Linked DNA regions of Mus musculus: region 1 is linked to region 2. The links are chromatin contacts, called in public promoter capture Hi-C maps. All regions are on one chromosome and are shown on one strand. The core of a region is the stretch at or near the end of the contact, and the rest is flanking DNA. Distances in the headings are between cores, read along the strand shown. Region 1 has its middle 4.1 kb from the start of Gm35299. Region 2 holds the start of Lxn (latexin).

Region 1 (3,122 bases), core at 249-2,748, 94 kb after region 2:
TTTAAGGCCCACTCCATGAGATGGACCCTATGCTGACACTGTCTGGTGGCCAAGAGTATGAGACTGGACAGGCCATGGACTTAGGAGAAAAAACAAATACTTTTGTTCTGCCAAGGGAACACAGCACTAAAGTGACTCTTAACAACATTCAGCTGCACGCATGGATCGACGCCTCCCTCAGCCATCTCCAGGGAAGCTTCCTTCTATAGTGGATGGAGACAAATACAACTGGACCATGTGCAAGAGTAAGAAGCCTTGGGACACTCAGTCTTAAATGGCGTGTCTCCATGACACCCCCACCCCCCTGGAGCTCAGGGAAGAAGAGGTGGAAAGAGCAAGAGCCAGAGGGGACGGAGGACACCAAGGAAACAAGGCCGTCTAGACACATAGGTCTGACAGAGGTATGCACTCACAGAGACTTTGGCAGTGTGCACAGAGCCTGCACAGCTCTAAGCCAGGTCCCAGCACTGAGAGGAAGACGTAGACTCACATCCCTATCCAAGATGCTGTCTCCAATTAACAACTGCTCCAAAGGGAAATCAGTTTCTCCAATGGAGACTCACTGCGTATACAAACCACACGTCAGGGCTGGTCACATGCCCTGCAGTAAACAGCTATAACCAAAGGCACTCAATGGTGTTTCATAGATTTTTATTTTTGTCTCATATTGCTTTGATTAGTCTTTTTTTTAAAAACCTTACTGGTCTTTGCTCGTATATTATGGTTTCTGAATTTGTATTTTTATGGTGTCTCGCTGTGTGTGTCGGTGTGTGCATTTTTTCATGTTCTTTATTTTTTTCTTCTTTTGTTTGTTAATTTTATTCTATTCTGGTCCATTATTTTTATTCACCTCTTTGTTTTCTTAAGAGAGAAAGAAACAAGGTGTTGAGTTTGAAGTGCCGGGTGGGGGTGGGGAGATCTGGGAGATGTGGGAGGGGAACTGTAATCAGAGTATATTGCATGAAAATAACTTCATTTTCAATAAATAAAATAAAATAAAAGAGGACAGCATATGAGGAACAACTAGTCTTCATGTGCATGTGAACACAGATGATGCATACATGCATACTGCACCCCCATACACACACACACACACACACACACACACACACACACTATAGACTCACAAAGTGCTGTTTGTTGACTCTTTAACTCAATAGAAAAAAATTTAAATATCTGGATTTTTTTTTTTGCATTAGTTTTAGAGTGACACCTTTCCTTACCCAACGAACTTTGCTCCCTTTATAGAGTTTTAAGAAAAGAAGAATAAGCAGATATACATTTCACAACTAGCACGTGACTGACTGTAAGCTAACATCCCGCTACATGCCAGCGTCCCTCAGCCTCACCAAGCCTCCTTGGCCATAATGAGGAAGTGAAATTGCAAATGAATTGCAAATGAAGAAATCTCACCCAGGGGTGATTTCTTCTTGGGCTACCAATTAGGCTGTACAGACTGTGGTGCCAGGGGAAGGCCAGAACTTGTCATGGAAGGTGAAAGCCCGGTGAGTGTAACGAGTCATTTCCTGTCCCCGGAGAAGGGGTGTGCTGCAGGGTAAAGCGCAGAGGGTAGTGTGCGTTAGGGAGCGGGCGCAGGCTCGCAGCGTACATGACTGGCGTGCTAAAAGAGCCTCCAGAGTCAGCAGCTGTTAAGGCACAAATTGCCAGTGACACCGTGGAACTGAGTGATGGTCTTGCTGGAAGGAAAGCAGTATTTATAAAAATCCTATCCATATTTATGAACCTTTTCACTCAATCCTGGGGTCTTCACTGTTCTGTCTGGTGAGGGTGCCTGAGTGGTAAGTAGCAAAATGTTTATTCTAAGGAAAAAAAGGGGGGGGGAGCTTCTTTTTTATTCTTGAGAATTTCATGCATTTATACAAGGAAATACCATAGCCGTCACTATTTCCTCCCCCTCCCCCCACTTTCTTCCCTATATGACCGCCTCTCAACTTCATGTCCTCTTTTTCCTTTCTTTAAACACAAGTCCAATTAGTGTTGCCTACATGGATGTGGGAGTAAGGCCACCCTCTGAAGCGCGAGAGATCTACTAGTGGACACACAATAAAAATAAACATAAACATAAAAAGGTTTGCCCCTCCCCACAACTATCAACTGCTAATAGCTCTTTAATGAGGGATGGATTTTGGAGATCCTCTACCCCACGCACGCTGGAATTTTGGCCGGCTTGATCGTGTATAGGTCAGCAGAGCTGGAGTGAGTTATGCGTGTGACAGCCAGCCAGGTCCAGAAGTTTGCGTTCCACAAACAGCCCTCCTCGTTGTCCAGCCCTTACTGTCTTTCCTCTTCATGAACATTCCTCGAGCCCTGGTGGTGTTGGCGGGGACACAGGGTTGAGAGAGATGCCCCGCTGAGAGTTGAGCATCCAGTCACCTAGTCACTTGCTCTTGGCACCCTGGCCAGTTTGGCATCTCACACTGACCACTGCTGTAGCGAGAAGAGGCTTCTCTGACCACAGTTGAGAACAGCCCGAGTTTATAGACACAGATATTTATAAGGCTACTCGACAGCATGGCGGTTTAGAAAAGCGACAGCTGCAGCCTCTGCTCTAGGCCTATGACCTCCCAAGCCATCGACTTCTGACCGAGTTTACAGTACTAGGTTTCCATTCTCATTCCGTGGCTCCCAGCCTGCCCATTGCCTCTGGAACACCACTTCCAGGTATTCTGAGGCCGACTCTCTCGCCCTTTGGTTTCTCAGAATGATCACTTTGGCTCTCCACACTCCTGCGAGCTACATCCTGTGTCTCCGTTTGAGTTTCAAAGACCATGGCACTTTCTTTCAATTCCCAGTCAATCCTTTGAAAGGAAAGTTCCCTAATAAGTTTAAATTCACCAGGTTATTTCAAGAGTTGGTGAGCATAAGCACAATATAAGTAACTTTTTCCTTAATTAAAATATAGTTCCTCAGGCCCGAAGGGTGGCTCGGTGGTTAGGGATGTATACTGTGCTTGCAGAGGAGTTTGGTTTCCAGTACCCTTGTCAGACGGCTCAAATTCCCAGGCTCCGACACCCTTGTCCACTGGCACCCCTCCGTGTGTGTGTGCACACATACACATGCACATGCACACACATACACATGCACATGTACTTGAAGCTAGA
Region 2 (3,035 bases), core at 153-2,652:
CTGGGAGGGTGGCTGGTGGGAAGAAATACACTAAAGTTTTGCGTCTTTTAAAACATCCCAGGGGTCTTGTTCTGACGTTCCTCATGACTGTACATCTTACCATCCTTCATCGCTTCCCAAGCCCGGCTGCTCAGGAAGGCGGTCATCGGGTGTCTAGCATGGACTTGGCAGTATCTAGCAAGTTTATTTAGGTAGGTCTAGGAAGCGGGTGGAAACGTACAGAGGACACAGATGCAGTGGCAGTAGGCACATCTTTGGAAGGGTTTGTCTTAAAGCCGGGGGTACCAGAGTGTTCAGTGAGTAAACGACGTGTGGTGGATGAGTGCCAAGTGCTCAGAGACAGTGTGTGTAAGTGCTGTTGATACTGTCCTGTCAAACACCACTTCAAAAGACCTTATGAATAGATCATTTAGATATCCCCCTTTTAAATGAAAGCCAGTTTTGAAGTGTGTAACTAATTTATATTATCTAGTACAGTTTCGAAAATAAAAATCATTTCTTTGTCAGCCAAAAAAATCTTGAGCTGTAAGAAAAAAAAAATAGGGACACTCGCTAGGTAGGTGAGGCCCTTTAGCCTAGCCGGCTTCAGCAGAGGCAAGGCTGCATGTCAGGCAGGATGTGGGCGGCTGGAGCCCGAGCAGCCCACACTGCCTTTGTTTTTTCCTCGGGGCGAATTTCTTGCGTTTTCCCGTCGTTTTGGGCAAAGGGCTTAAGAGTTACTCTTAAAAGTTTATGGAGTCGTTTGGAGGCCATGAGCTTTTGTTGGCCAAGGCTAGCTAGCGGCAGATGGAGAAACTATAACAGCTTCCAGATTGTTTAGAATGCTGTCTTCCCTAGACCTCTTCTCTCCACAGGAAAGGGTGAGATTAACCCCGTGTATTTCCCAATCCCTTAAACTAATATGCACAAAATCTGGCTGCATAGGTCCTCTGCTTTACCGTGAAAGCAAACAGTTCTGGGATGAGTCCCATATAGGGGAGCTCATAGCAATGCTATTCAGAGGCAGAGCAGGGTCCCGCGGCCGGGATGGGGTGGGGGCAGTAGGGGGAGCCGATCGCAGGGCTTCTCCTCGCAGACTCACCTCCTTGCTGGCCTGCTGGACCGTCTGCACCAGGAACAGCTTGTGGGGAGTCCCCTGCTGGTAGTTAATGCAGTTCTCCGCCACCGAGGCGGCCCTGGACGCAGCATAGTGGGTGGGTGGGATTTCCATCTTGGGGGAGACAGCGCGGGCTATCCTAGTTCAAAGAGATCACGGCGGGTGCAGCCAGGGTCCCGTCAGTGTGGAGTGCTGGCCAGCCGAGTGGGTGTCCAAGTGGGTGTCGGTGAGGTGGTGAAGTCAGTCGGTAGCTGGGCTGGGCGTGCGCGCTTGCTCGCTCCTCAGCGCCTTCCTTCCCTCTTCCTCCTTCACTCAGGAAACCGTTCGGGCAGTGGCTCTGCCGGGAGCCTCGGCCCCGCCCTGGGGTAGGCGGGCACCTCCGGGAGAAAAGCTCGGGCATTCCCTCCGGCTCCCGCGGGTCTGGGCAGGTGTGGAGCGGGAGGGAGAACCTGGAGGAAGGGGAAGGGCTTTCTGGCCTTGCCTCGATGGGTCCTTCTGAGGGCTTCAGCTGCCGGATGAGGAATCGCTGGCTGTTTCACGTACAGATTAGAGTACACCTCTCCTTTTTCAAACGGGCTGTCACGGGGCAGGGGGCAAAGTGCTCCAAGTGTAATTCAGCCCTTACCCTTCCCTTTGTGAGACTCTTGCTCAGCCAGGTTCCTTTAGAGGCAGATCCAGAGTGGGAAAGCAGAAAAGCCATTTTAAAACGTTGGGAGACTGGTCAGGATCAGAGGAAATACTTCCCCATTCATAAGACCTTAGTGATCTTAGAAATATAAAGCTTAATGAGCGTGAACCACCACTCCCATCTTTCTTGAAATCCTATTTTAATGACTTTTTATGTGTATGTGCACACGTGTGTGCAGGCACATCAGATTACCCGGGAGCTGGAGTTGTGTGCCACACAGTATGGGTGCTGGGGACCAAACTCAAGTCCTCTGCCTCAGCTGCCGAGCCAACTCTCCAGCCCCATCTCTATTTCTCTTAAAAGGTAGATGGTTGGAGGCTTTCTGGGTAGACTGTCTATGTTGCAGCCACTCTGCAGAGAAGGGGAAGGTGCCCTGTGGGACACGTGTTGCTTTCCTCGTGTGCTAATGGAGCTTTCCTATAACTGAGGACTTTCTTTGGGCCCAGTGGATTATTAAATACCAACCAACTCAGTTCGTTCATTCCCCATCTTTTCTAGTTATGTTAGCCAACAGCAATGAAGCAGCTAGGGGATAACAAGTCTAACTTTTTTTTTTTCTCTTGATATTGGAAATGTTTGTCTTTTTAGCTGTAAGCCAACCCCTTTAGGAGAGAGTGTGTGTGTGAGTATGGGCTTCCAAAGTGAGCATTTTAAAGTCTAACGAATAGTCAAAGATTCTGTATTTAATAATTAGTATAGACTGGCATGATGGCACTTGAGGTTTCTTAAAATTGTAATTATTACTTAAAAGGGAAACTTTTTCATTTAAACATTAAATAAACTGAATTGCAAGAATATCATTCCTAGCCTTGTGCCTTCTTTTAAAATGTCTTTCTTAGAGTTTTTGCCTGCATGATGTGTGTGTGTGTGTGTGTGTGTGTGTGTGTGTCCCTATTGCCCAAGGAGGTGTCAGTAAAAGGTGTCAAATTCCATGGGACTGGAGTTAGAGATGACTGTGAGCCACCATGTTGCAGGGAATCAAATCCCAGTCTGCAAGAGCAGAAAGTGTTTTCAACCACTGAGTTGTCTGTTCAGTCCCACTTGGGTCTTGGTTACCTACTACAATCTCACCAGTGGTTGATATTCAGTCCATTATCTTCAGACTTGAGTAATATGTAGATTGTCTTCAAGGTAATAAGTTATTATGAGTCCCCAGGATTATATACTTTATACTACTGGTATTATATTACAGTATGAGCATTAAACAAGATAAAAAAAATACTGTGGCTTATAACTTAGTATGAATATAAA

What was found. Promoter capture Hi-C pulls out the DNA fragments that hold promoters and counts their contacts.
Region 1: a promoter capture Hi-C map of macrophages shows a contact between it and region 2, with 7 read pairs. The contact joins the enhancer-like site here to the promoter of Lxn in region 2. A contact is called at or near these places in 15 of 39 promoter capture datasets (the 3T3-L1 cell line, 3T3-L1-derived adipocytes, the C10 cell line and 9 more), 4 of 15 datasets of contacts at CTCF or cohesin (embryonic stem cells, large pre-B cells and pro-B cells), 53 of 484 Hi-C or Micro-C datasets (the 3T3-L1 cell line, 3T3-L1-derived adipocytes, B cells and 26 more), 7 of 115 datasets of contacts at active chromatin or transcription factors (bone marrow-derived macrophages, embryonic stem cells, large pre-B cells and 1 more) and 4 of 9 other capture datasets (adipose tissue, liver, macrophages and 1 more).

What each region holds. Positions count from the first base shown.
Region 1 is chr3:67,555,958-67,559,079 of GRCm38.p6, forward strand. No RefSeq gene overlaps it. Among named protein-coding and RNA genes, the nearest start is that of Gm35299, 4.1 kb to the left of the region's middle. Within about 2 kb of position 1,499, at least 109 of the 459 cell types and tissues checked have an H3K27ac peak or open chromatin away from gene starts, as enhancers often do. A contact at or near this core is called in B cells, the Ba/F3 cell line, bone marrow-derived macrophages and 7 more, where this site is marked.
Region 2 is chr3:67,462,505-67,465,539 of GRCm38.p6, forward strand. Lxn (latexin) reads right to left here and starts at 1,403. Exons shown (of 6, transcript NM_016753.4): 1 at 1,082-1,403. The coding sequence starts at 1,210. All of the region lies in intron 13 of Gfm1 (G elongation factor, mitochondrial 1), which reads left to right.